6 separate regions of the Mus musculus genome follow, and regions 1, 2, 3, 4 and 6 are each linked to region 5. A link is a contact called in public ChIA-PET, HiChIP or PLAC-seq and promoter capture Hi-C data. All regions are on one chromosome and are shown on one strand. The core of a region is the stretch at or near the end of the contact, and the rest is flanking DNA. Distances in the headings are between cores, read along the strand shown.

Region 1 (2,700 bases), core at 136-2,635, 900 kb before region 5:
TAGTGCTGACAAACTCATCACATGTTTTTATGTAGACATATACTTAAACAGAGATTTCTGATAAAATTAGGGGAACTTCCTTTGCCCCATGTATTAATTATACTAGCAGAGAGTTTATCTTGTATTTTCTCTAACAACAAAACCATGTTGTAGTTATTGAAATATGAAGCTGAAAACCTTAAGCTAACAAAGCAAAGTTGACTAGAATGCAGATTGCCATATTCCGAGGAACTGAGAAGAGATGACATACAGCTGTCCACTATAGATGACATGATAATTTGTACTTATCTTGTCTCTTATCTTATTGGTAAAATTGGTTACATTTTCTATTTCAAATATTTAGCTTGTTCAAATCTATGCCAAAGGTAACCTTTGGAAAGCCAGTAAGTTTACTGACATCTGCATCTCATAGTCTCCAAGTCTAGAAGGTCCTCCTGTACTAAGACAAACTATTTTCTAGATTAGAATTCCCGTGCACTGAAACTTATATCTGTATTGCTGCCAAATAAGCAACTAAATCCTCATCACTTTAAAAACAGATCTTTCAAAGACTCTAATTTGGCATTTGGGGGAGAGGAGGGCTCATATAGACTTTTAGGGTTCCTTTCCCTTCTTATTATCTTTATTCTTCAGAGCTAGACCCCTACCTTGCAAAACTCAGAGGGGAACCAGGAGCTTTAAAAATATAGCCCAAGGTCTCCCTTTATAGAAGTCAATGGGGTGCCCCGCCCCCACCAATGTAAAGCATTTTAAAGTCAGTGTCTTTAAATCAGATATTTAAGTCCTAACCCCCCCCACCACATTATACACCCCCAAGGCCTATGAACCCCCTCTCAATTTACCCCAAGTGTTTTATACTGGAAATCCCAGTCCTAGTCCATAGTTGTGGTGGGTCTGTAATCAGAAGTCACTAAGGACTTGTGTTACTTCCCTTGCGAAGAAACAGAATAATTGTGAAAATTTAGGCGGAAATCGTTTCATTTTTGTCCCTAAATTAAGGGAAGGATGTGCTCTATAATCCCTGAGAAAAAGAACTTTCAAGGGCAAAGGAGCGACCAGGTAATTTAGAAGAAAAACAGAAAGTGGTCTCTATCTACCCCGGACTTCCTTTGGAGTTGGGGGAATTAGGGACTCCTAGGCGCGTTGTCTTTAGGGATGAGGAAAAAATAAACATATATCCTGAAGCCTGAGACTTCTCGGATCCTTTACCGACCAAACTCGAGAGATTTGGTGCAAGATATTTTAATATTTTCTCCTTTTTGTGAAGTGTAACAAACACAAGTTGGGCGCAGCGCGGCTGCTCAGAGCTTGCCAGGCAGGCCGCTGGAGCACCAATCAGCGCGCGCCTGCGCTCTATATATACAGCGCCGGGCCCGCGCTACTCTATCGGCGTACTGCCACTAGTTCCTGACTTCCAGAGACTCATCATGTCTGAGGCTGCTCCTGCTGCCCCCGCTGCCGCGCCCCCTGCGGAGAAGGCGCCTGCCAAAAAGAAGGCCGCCAAGAAGCCCGCCGGGGTGCGCCGTAAGGCGTCCGGACCCCCGGTGTCCGAGCTCATCACCAAGGCTGTGGCCGCCTCCAAGGAGCGCAGCGGCGTGTCCCTGGCTGCGCTCAAGAAGGCGCTGGCGGCCGCGGGGTACGATGTGGAGAAGAACAACAGCCGCATCAAGCTCGGCCTGAAGAGCCTGGTGAGCAAGGGCATCCTGGTGCAAACCAAGGGCACCGGTGCCTCCGGCTCCTTCAAACTCAACAAGAAGGCGGCTTCTGGCGAGGCCAAACCCCAGGCTAAGAAGGCAGGCGCGGCCAAGGCGAAGAAGCCCGCGGGAGCAGCCAAGAAGCCTAAGAAGGCGACTGGTGCTGCCACACCCAAAAAGGCGGCCAAGAAGACCCCGAAGAAGGCGAAGAAGCCCGCGGCGGCGGCTGTGACCAAGAAAGTGGCCAAGAGCCCAAAGAAGGCGAAGGTCACCAAGCCCAAGAAGGTCAAGAGCGCGTCTAAAGCCGTAAAGCCAAAGGCTGCCAAGCCCAAGGTTGCCAAGGCCAAGAAGGTTGCAGCCAAGAAAAAGTAGGCTGCCTCCCCTAACAATCCAAAAGGCTCTTTTCAGAGCCACCACTCCCACTTAAGAGCTGTGACATTTGTGTGATTAATGAAGCAAGGTTGCAAGGGACTCGATCCCGGCAGCACTCGCTCCCCCGGTGGGATGGGTGGGGTTGCGTGTCCCACCTAGACTTGTTTGTGCTGGGCTGCTCAGGAAGTGCTATGGGCTGGAACACCCTCCCACGGCTGTCAGCAGCAGAAAGCAACCCTCGGCGCTAGTTCGTATTGGACTGCAAGGTGATTTGAAAGTTCCGCCCTGCTTGTGGGTTGGCTCACTCCGGCCCAGGACTCTAGTTCTTCGTTTGATTGGGCGCCATCCCGAAGTTTGAGCTTCCTGCCTGGAGAAACGCATCCGGGGCTTGTAGGTGGCTTCTATGCTCAGCCTCTTGTGGGGGTTAGCCTGGAAGTTTGGGAGAAGGTGGGGTGCTGGCGCCAACGAACTGCCTTCCTTAATATTAAAGACATGGGGTAGCTGCCGGAACGACTAGCCTGCACAGTTAAGTTGGACTCGGGACTGAGACGATTGCTTCTCGTACTTTCGGTTTGTTTGCCACAGCGATGGAGTTGTGGGTTGAACTGCGTCACAACCTTTTGTCAGCCATTTT
Region 2 (2,862 bases), core at 94-2,593, 880 kb before region 5:
GAAATGGACCAACAGTTCTTAAATCTTCACCCATGAAATACAAAACAAGATCTGTCACTATACTTCATTACATGCTGTAATAAAATGTAATCCTTATACACATTTGGTGATACTGATAGTGTGTTGGAAATAATAACCTGATAAGGAAATACTTCTAGGAAGAGTATTAAAATAGTGTTTATTTGGGGTTTCTATTGCTGTGATAAAACACTACTATCAAAAGCAACTCAGGCAGGAAAGGGTTTATTAGGCTTACAGTTCTGCATCACTGTTCATCACTGAAGGAGGTGAGGAATAGGAAATCAATCAGGGAAGGAACCTGGAGGCAGGAGCTGGTTGCAAAGGCCATGGAAAGGTGCTGCTTACAGACTTGCTCTATGTTGACCCTCCCCCCAGCCTGTTTTCCTGTAGAACACAGGCCCACCAGCCCAGGAACCGCACCACCTACAATGTGCAGGACCCTTCCCTCATAAGGCACTAATTAAGAAATCCTCTACTGATTTGTCTACAGATTCATTTTATGGAGGAATTTTTTCAAATGAGGTTCCTCCTGTATGATGGCTCTAGTTTGTGTCAAGTTGGAATAAAACTATCCAGCACAAATAGTAACAGGTAAAAATATTTATGTAGTACTTCTTTGAAACAATCTCTTCTAATGTAGTACCCAAGCAAACAAACTGTGGGCACCATTATCAGACAAGTTTTATAAGTATAAAGGGGGAACAGGAAAATGACCAGTTCCAATATCTCTGAATTCATTACTTTGAACGAGAGCATACACTGTGTAGGGGTGGCAAAATAGAATACAAGCATCATGCAGTTTTCCCGCTCTAATAAAAAATATAGCAATCCAAACCAGCAATGAATGGATTCCAGACAGGGAATAGCCAAGTGCATCTATATGACTAGGCAAAGGGGCTTGACCTATGTTGACAAGTAGAATTTTAATAAATTCTACTTATACCGATTCTATTTCAATTTCTATTAAAAAAATTCTCTTGTAATTTATTTTTAAAAGTATCTTTCACATTTGAATTTTTAGGTTTTAAGAAACAATAATCACATGGTCTTTTGGCACCTGTTGAATTTTTTAAAAAGATGTTTTAAACCTAAATACTTTACAGGGGTATTTGTTTTAATCCTCCAGGTACTGGTCCATAAAAATGTAACTCCTTGCTAAAATCCTTATAGAACAATATAACATATAATAAAAGCAGTATACTCAAATCTGGGGAAACCTGAGAGACTCCATGTCTGCATGTGCCCTATACAGTACTCCAGAGTCACCGCCCTGAAATGGGCTGAGCAAAAGAAGCCTTTGGTCCCCGCCCACTTGAAGTTCTCAACCAGGTCCGATAAGAGCCTATAATAACACAGCGAATTCTTAGTTCACCAGCTTCCTACTGAAAGCTTGTAAGAATTTAACTATGTCTGGTCGCGGCAAGGGAGGAAAAGGCCTGGGCAAAGGTGGCGCTAAGCGCCATCGCAAAGTGCTGCGCGACAACATCCAGGGCATCACCAAGCCCGCCATCCGCCGCCTGGCCCGGCGCGGGGGAGTGAAGCGCATCTCCGGCCTCATCTACGAGGAGACCCGCGGTGTGCTGAAGGTGTTCCTGGAGAACGTGATCCGCGACGCCGTCACCTACACGGAGCACGCCAAGCGCAAGACCGTCACCGCCATGGACGTGGTCTACGCGCTCAAGCGCCAGGGCCGCACCCTCTACGGATTCGGGGGTTAAGGGACTAAAGCGATTTTCTTAACTGTTACAAAAGGTCCTTTTCAGGACCACTCACTGAATTCCTTAAAAAGCTGTGCATTTTGCTCCCTCACCCTTCCCCCACACTGGCAGCGGCCCTCACTAATAGCTTCAGCTTTAACTCAGGCTGTGGATAGTCAGCATAGTTGAGATTCCCCACCCCCACCCCTCCAGGCTGAATTTGTGCACAAAGTACAGCCTCACCTTGTACAAATTGTTAAAAGTAGGACACTTCAAGGCTCTTTTCTCAGGATTGGTTCAAGGACGGTTAAACAGTCTTGAAAACCTGGAATTTTGGGGAAAGGTGTTAGAACCTCTAGGTTCAACGACTCATTACCACCGCCTGAAAATAACCTTGGGTAGGTGAACAAAGGTAACCATCCAGATGAGAATTTACTAAAGAAACAGGCTCATCGGGTCCTGGAGGTAAAAACAATTGAGTAAAGAGTGAAGCTTTGATACACATGATGTTTTCTTGACCAGCCCTTTCAAACAGTTCATTAAAACAAATATTGACATAAAATCTACATCGTATTAATTACTACAGGTAATGCCAGGATAATATAAAATGTAAGGATGTGTAATACAGGTTATTTTGTATATACCACTGACACCATGTACAGGGCTTCAACATTTTCATATAGTGGTATGGGTCTTTAATTCTGTTCCCATGAATTTTGACAGTCGACTAAATAGTGAAACTAAATGAGATTAATGGCATAAAACACAATGTAGTGTAACATTTGTAGCGTGAAGAAACAAACTGATTTACATCCAAAACGAAGTTTTAGCCAACACACTACACACTGACCAACAGCTGTCATCCCAGTACTCCAGAAATGGATGCAGAAGTCAGCATATGTTCTGTGCCATTCAGAGACTCAGAAATGATAGTATATGCCAGTATGTGTTATATACTCTTAGTTCTTGGACCCTTTCATCAGCCCTAGAACTGCATCTTGTTAACAATGGAACACTAAAAAAAATACACAATTGTTGTTAATAGCACAGGGTAGAACTATTCAGGCATTTGTGATTAACTCTCTTTTCTGTAGCCTCTTTGTTAAAACACTTTTCTTCCTGCTATAACGCATAGGTACTGTAA
Region 3 (2,700 bases), core at 16-2,515, 650 kb before region 5:
ATAGAGCCCAGGCTAGCCCCAAACTTGCTATGTATCTGAGGAAGACTTTGAACTCCTGATCCTCCTGCCTCTACCTCCCAATTGCTAGGATCACAGGCATGTGCCACCATGCCTTGCTATTTAGATTTGGGTTTGGTCTCAGTTTTATATTTCCTATTCTTAAAAGGTTTGTATTTTATTTTAATTATGTAAATGTGAGCATGTCTAGGGGTTGAGAGTGTGGTGCAAGTCAGTGTAGGTGCCCTTAGAAGCTAGCATCAGATTTTCCGGAGTTGAGTTCAGGTGGTTGGGAGCCACCTAACATATGCGCTGGGGCCAAACCTGAGTCTTCTGTAAGTGCAGTATATAATGTTAATGGCTGAGCCATCTCTGTAACCTTCACACTTTATTGTTATTATTGTTGTTGTTGTTACTTCAGTATCTATCTACTAATATCTTGAGAGGGGTAAATACTAAGTCCTAGCTTTTGTATGTAAGCATGCCTTTCAGGCAGTGTGTGTGTGTGTGTGTGTGTGTGTGTGTGTGTGTGTATGTGTGTGTGTGTGTAATTATCAATGGACAAGGCCAAATGGTAAACAGATGTGTTTTATGTTCAAGCACGTGGTTTGAAGTAGAGGGACATAAATCTGCACGTTGCTGAAACTCATCCTCCTTTGTAGAGAATGGAGACTGGGTAACGTGACAGTCACTAATGAAAAACTGTCACATTTACAAAGCACCACAGATTGCTGAGTTTCAGCCCAACAGCCTGGAATACATATGCAATGATGTTTGTTAATATATTAACTGCACGTCACTCACACAGCCACAGGTTGGGAAGCAGGAAAGTGCTCAGTCCACTCAGAATTTTTCAGACACTTTCTTGATATGTAAAATCAGCGTATGCTGAGGGTACTTTCTCCGGCACTCAGTAGTCAACTTTTCTTATAGAGAAAGGCGCTTAGGAGAAATTCCAGTTCCCTCTGTGTCTACGCTAGGCGCTCAACTGACCAAAGCTACTCACCTTCCTTGTCGAAGCGCTGCCAGATCTGCCAGAAGCAGGCAGCATCCAGCCGAGCTGGAGTTTTTCTGCGTGCGTTGTCCATGGTGCTGATGTGGGTAAACTCGCCTAGCAGTATTTCCCGACTCTTCGGTCCACTTCCTCCCTCTCTAGCTAGGTACCAGTGGGCAAGGCAAGCTCGAGGGCGTCCGGGCTCGTTGGTGTCGCTGAGCAGTCTTCAGTCTAGATGTCAGGCTCCAGGAGGCAACCCGCAGGCGTCCTCCTGCCCCGCCCCGCACGCCCGGCAGATCTCAGCGGGGCTCCTGCCTGTTAGCTGTAGGGGGAAGGGATGGGGTGAGGAGGGTGATGGGGATCAGACAGAAAGAAACTGGGAACTGTCTCTCCTGTTCACGGCTCACTGCCTTTCCGTTTAAGTTGTTTGTCAAACTCACGAAAACATTCTCTTCAGGTTGACTCACCTTTCAAACTAATGTCTCAAGGGGTTTCCTGGAACGGGCTGTCTATGTTTAGGGTTGAAAAAGTGTCAGTGCTGGCACCTTACGGATTGGATAAGACAGGACACATACTGTGGTGCGGAGGGAAGAAGAGAGATGAAGGTGTTCAGAAGTGGCCTCTGGAGCCAAACGAGGCATCAGAAAACACACCCGTTGCTGAACTGTAGTGTACTGTAGGGACCTGCTACTGCAGTCACTGTGGCTTGAAGTGGTGCCATTAAGATGCTGCAGGGAGCCAGGCATGGGTGGCACACACCTGTAGCTCCTGAACTACAGAGTCTGGAATAGGACTGCTGTGATACACAGTGAGTTGCAGGGCAGCCTGAGCTACAAAGTGATATCCTGTCTCCAAAACAAAACCAAACAAAACATCCACAAAGAGAAGCAAAACGCTGAAGCACAAATAAACCTAGCCACACTGTATCAAGAAAGGGGTCTACCCAACACATGCTATCTATGGAAGAGTTTTCAGATGTTTGTAACTGACTCCTTAGAGACACTTTAAGACAAATTGGCAGCCACCATTTAAAGGAACACGTTTTCTTTTTTTTCTTTTCTTTTCTTTCTTTCTTTTCTTTTTTTTTTTTTTTTTTTTTTTGAGCACGTTTTCTAATGATTAAAACTGAAAACTGTTGACCAGTTGACTTCTGAGAGAATAAAGAGACTAACCTGGTGACTTTGGACTTCAAACATCTTGCTAAGGAATCAGTAGAAGGAGTTAGGCAAAAATTGAGCTAGATGTGGTGACTCAAGCTTGCAACCTCCAATACTCAAGAGGCTGGGGGATTACTATGTGTCACAGCTCGCCTGTGCCGCCATGTGAAACTCAACAGAGAGATGGGGAGAATGAGCTGGAGTAAGAACACCCTTCCTTTGTGGTCTGCTGCTAGCATTCAATTTATTCGTAAGGAGCAACAGAGGTAAGCTATTTAAATGACAGTAGTAGAGCGCATGAGACTCAGTAGTTCCAGCTCAGGATCCTGGCTGAACCAAGTGGTAACTCTGTGATGGGTCACTATTCTAGGTCTCTACGTCTCAGCTTTCATATTTTATAACGAAGAGTACAATGTCTGCCTTGGAGGGCTGCTGAGAGGGTCAGAGAAACGCGTGGAAGTCCCCAGTGAATCAGGCTGCCTTTGTGTTGTTGCCTTATGACGGAATGACTGTGTTCTTTAAAAAGGATTTATAAAACGGAAGAAAAGTTTG
Region 4 (2,700 bases), core at 141-2,640, 940 kb before region 5:
GCAGTTGTGCGATGTGTCAACAAAGATCTAATTTTGTTCTACTTTTAGAAAATAGTTCAATACTATTGATCTAACAGTTATTTTTGAAATGTTTTATGTATTTTATGAGAATAGCATGTAGGCTTCAGGAGAATGACAAAAACCATATTAAAAATTAAGGACTTCTTTATGAAAATGTTAGGGTTTGAGTTCAATGCCCCAACATAACAAAAAAAAGCACTGGGGAAGTCTGGGCTGAAGAACATAAACAAAACAAACAAAAAACAAAAATAACTCATCTTTTAAAGTGATCAAGTTTTATGGAGTGCCACAAATATTAAATTCACATTAAACTATTTTAGGCATTGGTATGAGGAATGACAAAAGATCATAGTAAGGTGGCTTGAGAGATTGTTCAGTCAAGAACACTTAATGCTTTAAAAGAAGTTTGTATATCAGAATACACAACAGCTGGCTCACAACAGCTTCTGACTCCAACTTCCTGGAAATAACGCCGCCCTCTTGTGGCAGATGGCAAACATGGCACACCCACAAGAATTTAAATTATCAAGCCACTGCACAACTAAACTGTATATAAACATACCATTAGGTGGTCCCTAATATAGATTATGTGTACTTAGGCCTTATTAATGGTATACAATTAATAACAGCTAAGCGTCTTCAGTTTCTGTAGTAATCAGCCTTTGCCTTGCTTAGATACAATGGTTCCTGCTCTCTCCTGAGCTTCTAGATGGCTCCAGAAGGGAATAAGCTCTTAAATGACCGGTATCAAAAGTGGATTGAGAAGTGACACGATCAGTGGAAAACCTTCAAATAATTCTAAAACAGTTCGTTCAGTATTAACTTCTGACAGTTCAAAATTATGGGCTTGTTATATTACCCAGTTAAACCTACAGGGTATATTCGGCTGCATGGCATAATTACTACCCACCACATAAGTATAGGACAGAATAACACTTAAACTACCTAGCAGGCTCGATTAAAGCTTCGGTAAGTGAACAACTCCTAGGAATTTGTGGGTGGCCCTGAAAAGGGCCTTTTGTTGACAGTGGAAATCGTTTGTTAGTCGATTAACCGCCGAATCCGTAGAGAGTGCGGCCCTGGCGCTTGAGCGCGTAGACCACGTCCATGGCGGTGACGGTCTTGCGCTTGGCGTGCTCCGTGTAGGTGACGGCGTCGCGGATCACGTTCTCCAGGAACACCTTCAGCACACCGCGGGTCTCCTCGTAGATGAGGCCGGAGATGCGCTTCACTCCCCCGCGCCGGGCCAGGCGGCGGATGGCGGGCTTGGTAATGCCCTGGATGTTATCACGGAGAACCTTACGGTGGCGCTTAGCGCCGCCTTTCCCAAGGCCTTTACCACCCTTACCACGTCCAGACATGGTTATGACAGCAGGGAGACAGCAATCGTCCCTTTAAATAGGCCTTCTGCGGACCTGGTTGAAAACTAGAGCGTTAGGCGGGGTTTCCGAATCCGGGTCTTGGAAGGGGGTGGAGAAAAAAGGATGCGTCATTGGAATCTGAATGTTTTCATTGGCTAGCAAGCCCCAGCTATTCTTTGCATGCGGTGTCTCTTAAAGACCACATTTAAATCCTGCAGAAAAACTTCATTCCCTCCTCCCCACCCCGACCCCATTCTTTCTCATGAAAGAAAGGCTTATTGGGGCCATTCCACAAAGCAGACATCCCCATTTCTCGTTTGCTTTTATTTCTGTCTTGTATTAAATTAGTTGATGGTTTCTTTGTGAGGACTCAGGTTAGATGTCCAAAACAGAGGTAAAATATGCCAAGACTGTCCCATGTCAGTAAAGTTTAATCTATTCCCGGCAGTTTTGTTTGGGTAGACATAAACATTGAAAAGGCATCTCAAATTGAGCACCCTAACTGCAAACTTCATATTCCCTATCTCGAGTCAGAGACCTAATGATTCCGTCTATCCTCTTTTTTAATAAAAACTGAGAAAGTCTACAAAAGAATAGTTAGGTTATCGGTTATCCTCTACCTGCTGTGATTCCAAGTTTGTTTCCCTTCCAGCCCTTATTAATCACAGCATGGCTTGCTCACCTTAAGAGAAGAAGTGTTTTGTAGAGCTGGTAATTACAGTACAGGGCTAATACTTGATTAAGGTCATTACAAAGTCTACAAGGTCCTGGTGAAGCTTGTGATATGATTAGTGATGTCAAAACAAGGCTAATCCGACCCCCGCCCCCCTTTTTAAAAAAAGGCAGAAGAGTAAGTAGCAGTAAGTCTCGATGCGGGTTTAATGTTGATTTTGGCATTCCAAATTTTAATTTAACAATGATGTAGAGGAGATGGCTCAGAAGTTAAGAGCATTTGATACTCCCCCAGAAGGCAAGATTTGGTTCCCAGAGCCTAAATGGTAGCTCACAAACATGCATAACTCTAGTTTCAGGAGACTGATGCTCTTTTCTGATCTCAATGGCACCCATGAATGCAGGCAAACTACTCACACAGACAAAGTAAAATATAGAATTAATATTATGGCTAGTAACAATTTTTAAAATAAAGCCTGCTGACCAAAATGAAGACCTTTAATTCCTGTCTTTTGTTACATATGTTCACCACAAAAACTTTATACCAGGGGCCCCAGAAAACTATGAATTACAAAGACCACATCCAGAAAAAAATAGTTTCAAAATATTCCTGATAAACTTCTAAGTCTATGGTTAATTTTGAAAA
Region 5 (2,700 bases), core at 31-2,530:
CACAGAGAGCTTGCTTGCCCTCTGTGTGCTAAGCTGTCACATGTGTAGTCGTAGTCGACGCTTTCCTCCTAGGAAGGAATGTCCACATGGGAAGGTGGCTTCCTGATGGGGAGTGTGTTGAGTTGAGAGAAGGGCATTGGAGAATGCAGCTGGCAAGGGTAGCCTGTCTGAGCTCCTCTCAAGCCATGGCCTCGTGGTCCAGGTGAGAGGCCTGTACAGTGCTCCTCCTTGGGTGATCCCTGAAGTCTGGCTGTATCCTTAGGTGGGGTGTGATTCAGCTGCTTGCGTTTTCCAGGTCTAAGGATGTCCAGGTTTCCTGATGCTGCCATAGACTCCTCTCCTAGCCTTTGTTGGTCAAGGTTTATACTTCTTGATTCTAATGTCCTCATAAAGTGACTAGGTCTCAGCTTGGAATGTGATGGATGAATTTGTGGGACACTTTGATTTTACATATTGTAAATACACAATTGTATGAGTAAGACAGTTTCCCTGAGGAGGAAACTGAGGCCTGGAAGACTGCCAACCTAAGGATGGACGCAGAGTCCACTCTTGGGCTCCAGGTCCTTAGAATACCCAACCTCATACTCTTCACTCACACACATATAATAGCCTAGTTACCAATGCTGACCTGGGATTTACTATATATAACCCAGGCTGGCATCGAACTTACAGCAGCCTTCCTGCCTTAGCCTCTTGAATGCCACCACACTCAGCTTCTAAAGGTCCTTTTTCTATGGAATGTTTCTGTCTGTCAGACCCACCTACATTTTATAGCCTTATGTATAATTCAAATTCACACCAAAAGAGAGGTTTCAAAGTCAAACAAAAGTCTTGCTTCTCCCTATCATAGTGAAACCTCTGTCGAAACAAGCCCTGGGTACTTGTACCCAGAGGCCCTCTCCAACCGGGCTTTTCAACATAACTCCTGCCTTGAGCCTTGAACTTCACTCTTCACCACTGCACACAACCCTCCCCCATCTCATCATTTGCAATGCACGGCCCTTTTTGAGATCCCCAAAGGCTGGCTGCACAGGCACTCTTGTCTCAGCTGAGATCTCCTCTAATGCTCCGTGTCCGGCTGGTCTCAACTCCCCTGCGGCGGAGTCCTTCTAAGCTGCGCCACAAGCTAGTGTCCCAGAGCCTGACGTGCAGGCAGACGATCAGCTGGAGGCAAGCACCCAAGCGCACCCTGAAGGAGTCGGGCTGAAGGGACCATCAAGCAGCTGTCTCCACCCGCCCTCCTCCCTCGCCCCCCCCCCACCGGTGACGCGCCAGCCCCCGCGTGCGCGCCTCCCCACCGCCCTCTCCGCTACCGCGCTCGCTCCGCTCTCTGCCACCCGCGCGTCCTCTGGCCCCGCAACTTCACCCGGCGCGGCGGCAGCTGGTGCGACGCCCGAGCGCTGGGGCCACGACTGTTACCCTCGGACCTTTCCCTGTTGGCTGGGAGGAACGAGCACCGGTGTCCGCGGAGCCGGAGGTGCACGGCAGCGAGGGGCGGTGCGTGGGTGCCGAGGTGGTACATGCCACCCGGTACTAAGCGTCTCCGGGCACTAGGAGCGTTCTCGGCAGGTAGGTGCACGCGCCTCTTAAACACATTCTCTGCGGCTGATTTTGGTTTCCACCGGCATGAGGTGGGTGTATGGAGGAGTGTCCTGGGCTTGAATGAGCCTGGCATATTAAGAAGAACCCTTGGGTGTCCGGGCTTCCTAGGTCCTGGCGAATCCGGGGAGCCTGATGTGGGCTGGGACGAGAAGGGAAGTTATTAAGGAAGAGGGGCCGTGCACTTAGCGCAGGCCGACCCAAAGGATGTCCCGCACTGTGGAAGGACCGATTGAGAAGGCTAGAGAAGCCTGTGGCACTACCTAAGGTAGGGGCTTGTCAGGGACAGGGGATCCCGCGGGTGGGATCGTGGATGAACCCTGGCTTCCGAAAGACTTCCGGGCACCCAGCAGCGATGGGTGATCCAGCTCAGAGGGAGGATCGCAATTTCCAAGGGCTTCATGTGCCTCCAGACTGAGCAATTGAGCTTGGCTGGGACCCAGCTGTTCCAAATTGGCCACGTGAAACCGGTGAGAATGGGGAAGAGGGCAAGCCAAAAGAAATGTGTTGTTTTTGATGCCAACCTGTGTTTGGAAAGACTGGGGTACGGGGTCACACTTGGGGAACACTCTAACCCTAGCAGGTGTCTGTGATATTGAACGTGCGCGGGGGGTGGGGGGGGGGTTCTGTAGTTCTCCCTCAGGCTATTTATTACCTCATAGCTCCCTCCCACAGTTTCCTGGATAGGGATGCAGACCCCTCGCTGTAGAAGAGGGCGGGCGTTGGAATTCGCTAAGCAGAGCCATTCAGGTGCGAGAATGACAGGACTGTGGACAGTCACAGCTCCTGAGTGAGAAAACAAGACGAAATCCTAGAGAAGCTAGCAATGTTTTTTGGGGAGTGGGGGTGGGGCAGAGTGGGATCCACAGCCCATAGGCTCTGGTCTGGGGGACACCTATATGTTGCATGAGTGACTGTGAAGAAATGTCAACACTTCAGCTGGGGGAACAATGTGATTGTCTTTAAAGCACACACACACACACACACACACACACAAGCTGCCTTTCCTCTCAGCTCCCCTTGCAAATATGAGCACCCGCCCATTGTTTCCTGACACAGTCATTTCTTCCTTCTTCTGTTTCGTTGTTTTTGATGTTAGTT
Region 6 (2,789 bases), core at 43-2,542, 700 kb before region 5:
CTTGTTTAAACTTCCTGTCCTTGCTGGTTCTGTTCAGTAGTAGCATTACCTCAGCCTACCCAGTTAACATTTTCAATATCAGAGCCAGACTATACATGATGTTAAAGCTATGTCAGGTTTAGAAAGAAGCAGTGCCCATTTAGAGCGATCACAAAAATACCAAGGATCTAAATGCTGGGACAGCTCGACCCTCTGACTAGAGATGGCGTCACTCAAAAGCATACGCCGCCGCCGCCATTTTGGCAGGAGCATGAAATGCCGTTATTACCGTTTGTCAGTTGACGGAGGCTAACATATTACACAATAAAAGCATTTGAGATGAGGCAGCCCTACCGACTGTTACATTTCCAGCTAAACTAACGCCTGACACCCTCACTACAAAGACATCAGGCCAGGGAGCCCCCAGCTTTATGCGCTGAATCACTTTGTTGTGTGAACGCCACATTTGAAAAGCTGTTCTGATGGCAAGCGAGACTCAGGCCCTAAGTACAGACTGGACCAGGTGCTGCTAGTCAAGAGCCCGCACACCCAACCGCAGTATAGGACCAGCAAGTAAACGCAGCTCTCTCAACAGAAGAGGTGGGTGGCTCTTAAAAGAGCCTTTGGGTTTGTTGTGAGCCCTGCGAGCTCACTTGGAGCTGGTGTACTTGGTGACGGCCTTGGTGCCCTCCGACACCGCGTGCTTGGCCAGCTCCCCGGGCAGCAGCAGGCGCACGGCCGTCTGGATCTCCCGGGACGTGATGGTCGAGCGCTTGTTGTAATGCGCCAGGCGGGACGCCTCGCTCGCGATGCGCTCGAAGATGTCTGTCACAAAGGAGTTCATGATGCTCATGGCCTTGGAGGAGATGCCGGTGTCGGGGTGCACTTGTTTCAGCACCTTATAGATGTAAATGGAGTAGCTCTCCTTGCGGCATCTCTTACGTTTCCGGCCCTCCTTTTTCTGGGTCTTGGTGACCGCTTTCTTGAAGCCTTTCTTGGAAATAGTAGCACCCTTTACCGCCACCTCCGGCATGGCTCAAGTAACCTTTCCCACACCAACGTCTCAAAACAGTTCCAACTGCTGAGAAAACACACACGACTTGAGGTTGAGAAGCGGGGTATTTATAGGCGTGGACATTGGATGACGTATGGGTACATGCAATCTGATTGGACAGTAAGTGCTGGGTGCATGCAAATAAGGGGAATTCAAGCTGTGATTTCTAATTGGTTAATCCATCATCAATCAGCCAATCAGGTGTTGAGCATAAGCTGCCATTAGACTATAAATAGGCGTGGTCATGGGGGCCTCGCTTACCGCTTTAAGACTTTTGAAGAATCATGTCTGGTCCTACAAAGCGGGGTGGCAAGGCTCGTGCCAAGGTCAAGTCTCGCTCTTCCAGGGCAGGTTTGCAGTTTCCTGTGGGTCGTGTGCACCGGCTTCTCCGCCAAGGGAACTACGCACAACGAATTGGGGCTGGTGCACCAGTGTATCTGGCGGCAGTGCTAGAATACTTGACAGCTGAGGTCCTGGAGCTGGCGGGCAACGCAGCCCGGGACAACAAGAAGACGCGCATTACTCCTCGCCACCTGCAGCTGGCCATCCGCAACGACGAGGAGCTCAACAAGTTGCTTGGCCGCGTGACCATCGCGCAGGGTGGCGTCCTGCCCAACATCCAGGCCGTGCTGCTGCCCAAGAAGACCGAGAGCCACAAGTCCCAGACCAAGTGACTCCTGCACAAGACAGCAACCATCAGTTTAAAACAAAAAGGCTCTTTTCAGAGCCACCTTCATTTTCACGAAAAGCTGTGCATGACAGGTATAATCAACGACGGTCAATTTCAGACTTCATTTGGACCTCTACCAGCTGTTAATACTGACAGTATTCTACGGCCTTCTGTGGCAAAGTATTAGGGTAGGAACGTAGAGGTGTTTAAGGGTTGTGTGAATGAAGTATTACTCAAAAGTAAGCCACTAATTCAGCTCCTTCTTAGCTGAAAGTTAGCACAGGATGATCCAGTTCTGCAATTTCTCAAAAGTGCCTTAAAAAACTTGTATCAGTGCTACAAAATGAGTAAAAACCTAGAATGTTGCTCAAACAAACCCATTCGGGAAAAAAAAAAAATGAGTTATTCCTGTCAGTTTTGAGGGCTGGAGTAAAAGGCTTACCAACTTGTAGTTTTTATGAATGTTTGCTTGTAGTATCCTCTACAGAGGATAGAGGGTTAGATATCTTAGCAACTGGAGCAAATGGCCATCGGGAGCTGCCGTAGGGATATTAGGAACCAAGCTTAGATCCTTTGCAAAAGTAGCGAGTGTTTTTAGTATTTGTTTCATCTGTCCAGCCCAATTGTCATAATTTTTTGAAATCCAAGAATGGGTATTAAGAGTTTTTAGCTAGAAAATAAAACCATTTGATTTATTTATTCATTTTGTAAATGCTTACTGACTCCATTTGCTAAGCTGGGCCTAACTCTGGAAGCTTCTGGCCTCTGTACAATCTTATCAAGGCCTCGAATGTTCTCAGCCTCTGAGACTTACTGCTGAATAAGCTCACCCTTTCTAGCTCTTTCTGAGCTGTGGGCTGACTGACTCAACTCAGCTGTTCTGGCTCAAACTTGTCTCCAAGCTGACTGATTCAATCTAGCTTCTTTCAGTTCCTTACTGAATTACTCTGCTTGGCCTCATACTAATTTGGCAATCTGTTCTAATCTTCTAGGTTGCTCTGTCTTCACCTGTGTCTACTTGTTCTCTCTTCAGCCTCTCTCTATAAAACTCTCCCAGTAAAACTGTTACACTTCTTCTCTCTGTCC

What was found. Promoter capture Hi-C pulls out the DNA fragments that hold promoters and counts their contacts. ChIA-PET counts read pairs in DNA pulled down with a chosen protein or histone mark. HiChIP or PLAC-seq counts read pairs in DNA pulled down with a chosen protein or histone mark.
Region 1: a contact with region 5 is called in an RNA polymerase II ChIA-PET map of effector CD8 T cells, with 12 read pairs. The contact joins the promoter of H1f2 here to the promoter of Ripor2 in region 5. A contact is called at or near these places in 3 of 39 promoter capture datasets (cranial neural crest, pre-B cells and second pharyngeal arch cranial neural crest), 3 of 115 datasets of contacts at active chromatin or transcription factors (astrocytes, effector CD8 T cells and memory CD8 T cells) and 1 of 9 other capture datasets (macrophages).
Region 2: a contact with region 5 is called in a promoter capture Hi-C map of pre-B cells, with 5 times the contacts expected there. The contact joins the promoter of H4c2 here to the promoter of Ripor2 in region 5. A contact is called at or near these places in 4 of 39 promoter capture datasets (cranial neural crest, frontonasal cranial neural crest, hippocampal neurons and 1 more), 2 of 115 datasets of contacts at active chromatin or transcription factors (astrocytes and microglia) and 1 of 9 other capture datasets (macrophages).
Region 3: a contact with region 5 is called in a promoter capture Hi-C map of liver. The contact joins the promoter of Scgn here to the promoter of Ripor2 in region 5. A contact is called at or near these places in 4 of 39 promoter capture datasets (cranial neural crest, embryonic stem cells and liver), 1 of 484 Hi-C or Micro-C datasets (bone marrow-derived macrophages) and 1 of 115 datasets of contacts at active chromatin or transcription factors (embryonic stem cells).
Region 4: a contact with region 5 is called in a promoter capture Hi-C map of pre-B cells, with 4 times the contacts expected there. The contact joins the promoter of H4c3 here to the promoter of Ripor2 in region 5. A contact is called at or near these places in 2 of 39 promoter capture datasets (hippocampal neurons and pre-B cells).
Region 6: a contact with region 5 is called in an H3K27ac HiChIP or PLAC-seq map of embryonic stem cells, with 3 times the contacts expected there. The contact joins the promoter of H2ac1 here to the promoter of Ripor2 in region 5. A contact is called at or near these places in 2 of 39 promoter capture datasets (embryonic stem cells and pre-B cells) and 4 of 115 datasets of contacts at active chromatin or transcription factors (embryonic stem cells and pro-B cells).

Annotation. Positions count from the first base shown.
Region 1 is chr13:23,737,422-23,740,121 of GRCm38.p6, forward strand. H1f2 (H1.2 linker histone, cluster member) reads left to right here and starts at 1,386. Exons shown (of 1, transcript NM_015786.3): 1 at 1,386-2,110. The coding sequence starts at 1,428. The coding sequence ends at 2,066.
Region 2 is chr13:23,755,594-23,758,455 of GRCm38.p6, forward strand. H4c2 (H4 clustered histone 2) reads left to right here and starts at 1,344. Exons shown (of 1, transcript NM_178193.2): 1 at 1,344-1,793. The coding sequence starts at 1,428. The coding sequence ends at 1,739.
Region 3 is chr13:23,989,949-23,992,648 of GRCm38.p6, forward strand. It overlaps Scgn (secretagogin, EF-hand calcium binding protein), which reads right to left and starts at 1,266. Exons shown (of 11, transcript NM_145399.1): 1 at 1,004-1,266. The coding sequence starts at 1,085.
Region 4 is chr13:23,697,068-23,699,767 of GRCm38.p6, forward strand. It overlaps H4c3 (H4 clustered histone 3), which reads right to left and starts at 1,391. Exons shown (of 1, transcript NM_178208.2): 1 at 1,017-1,391. The coding sequence starts at 1,382. The coding sequence ends at 1,071.
Region 5 is chr13:24,637,368-24,640,067 of GRCm38.p6, forward strand. Ripor2 (RHO family interacting cell polarization regulator 2) reads left to right here and starts at 1,281. Exons shown (of 23, transcript NM_029679.2): 1 at 1,281-1,569. The coding sequence starts at 1,521.
Region 6 is chr13:23,933,145-23,935,933 of GRCm38.p6, forward strand. H2ac1 (H2A clustered histone 1) reads left to right here and starts at 1,293. Exons shown (of 1, transcript NM_175658.3): 1 at 1,293-1,769. The coding sequence starts at 1,318. The coding sequence ends at 1,707. It overlaps H2bc1 (H2B clustered histone 1), which reads right to left and starts at 1,012. Exons shown (of 1, transcript NM_175663.2): 1 at 581-1,012. The coding sequence starts at 1,012. The coding sequence ends at 629. Gm33516 (a long non-coding RNA gene) reads left to right here and starts at 293. Exons shown (of 3, transcript XR_382128.3): 1 at 293-579.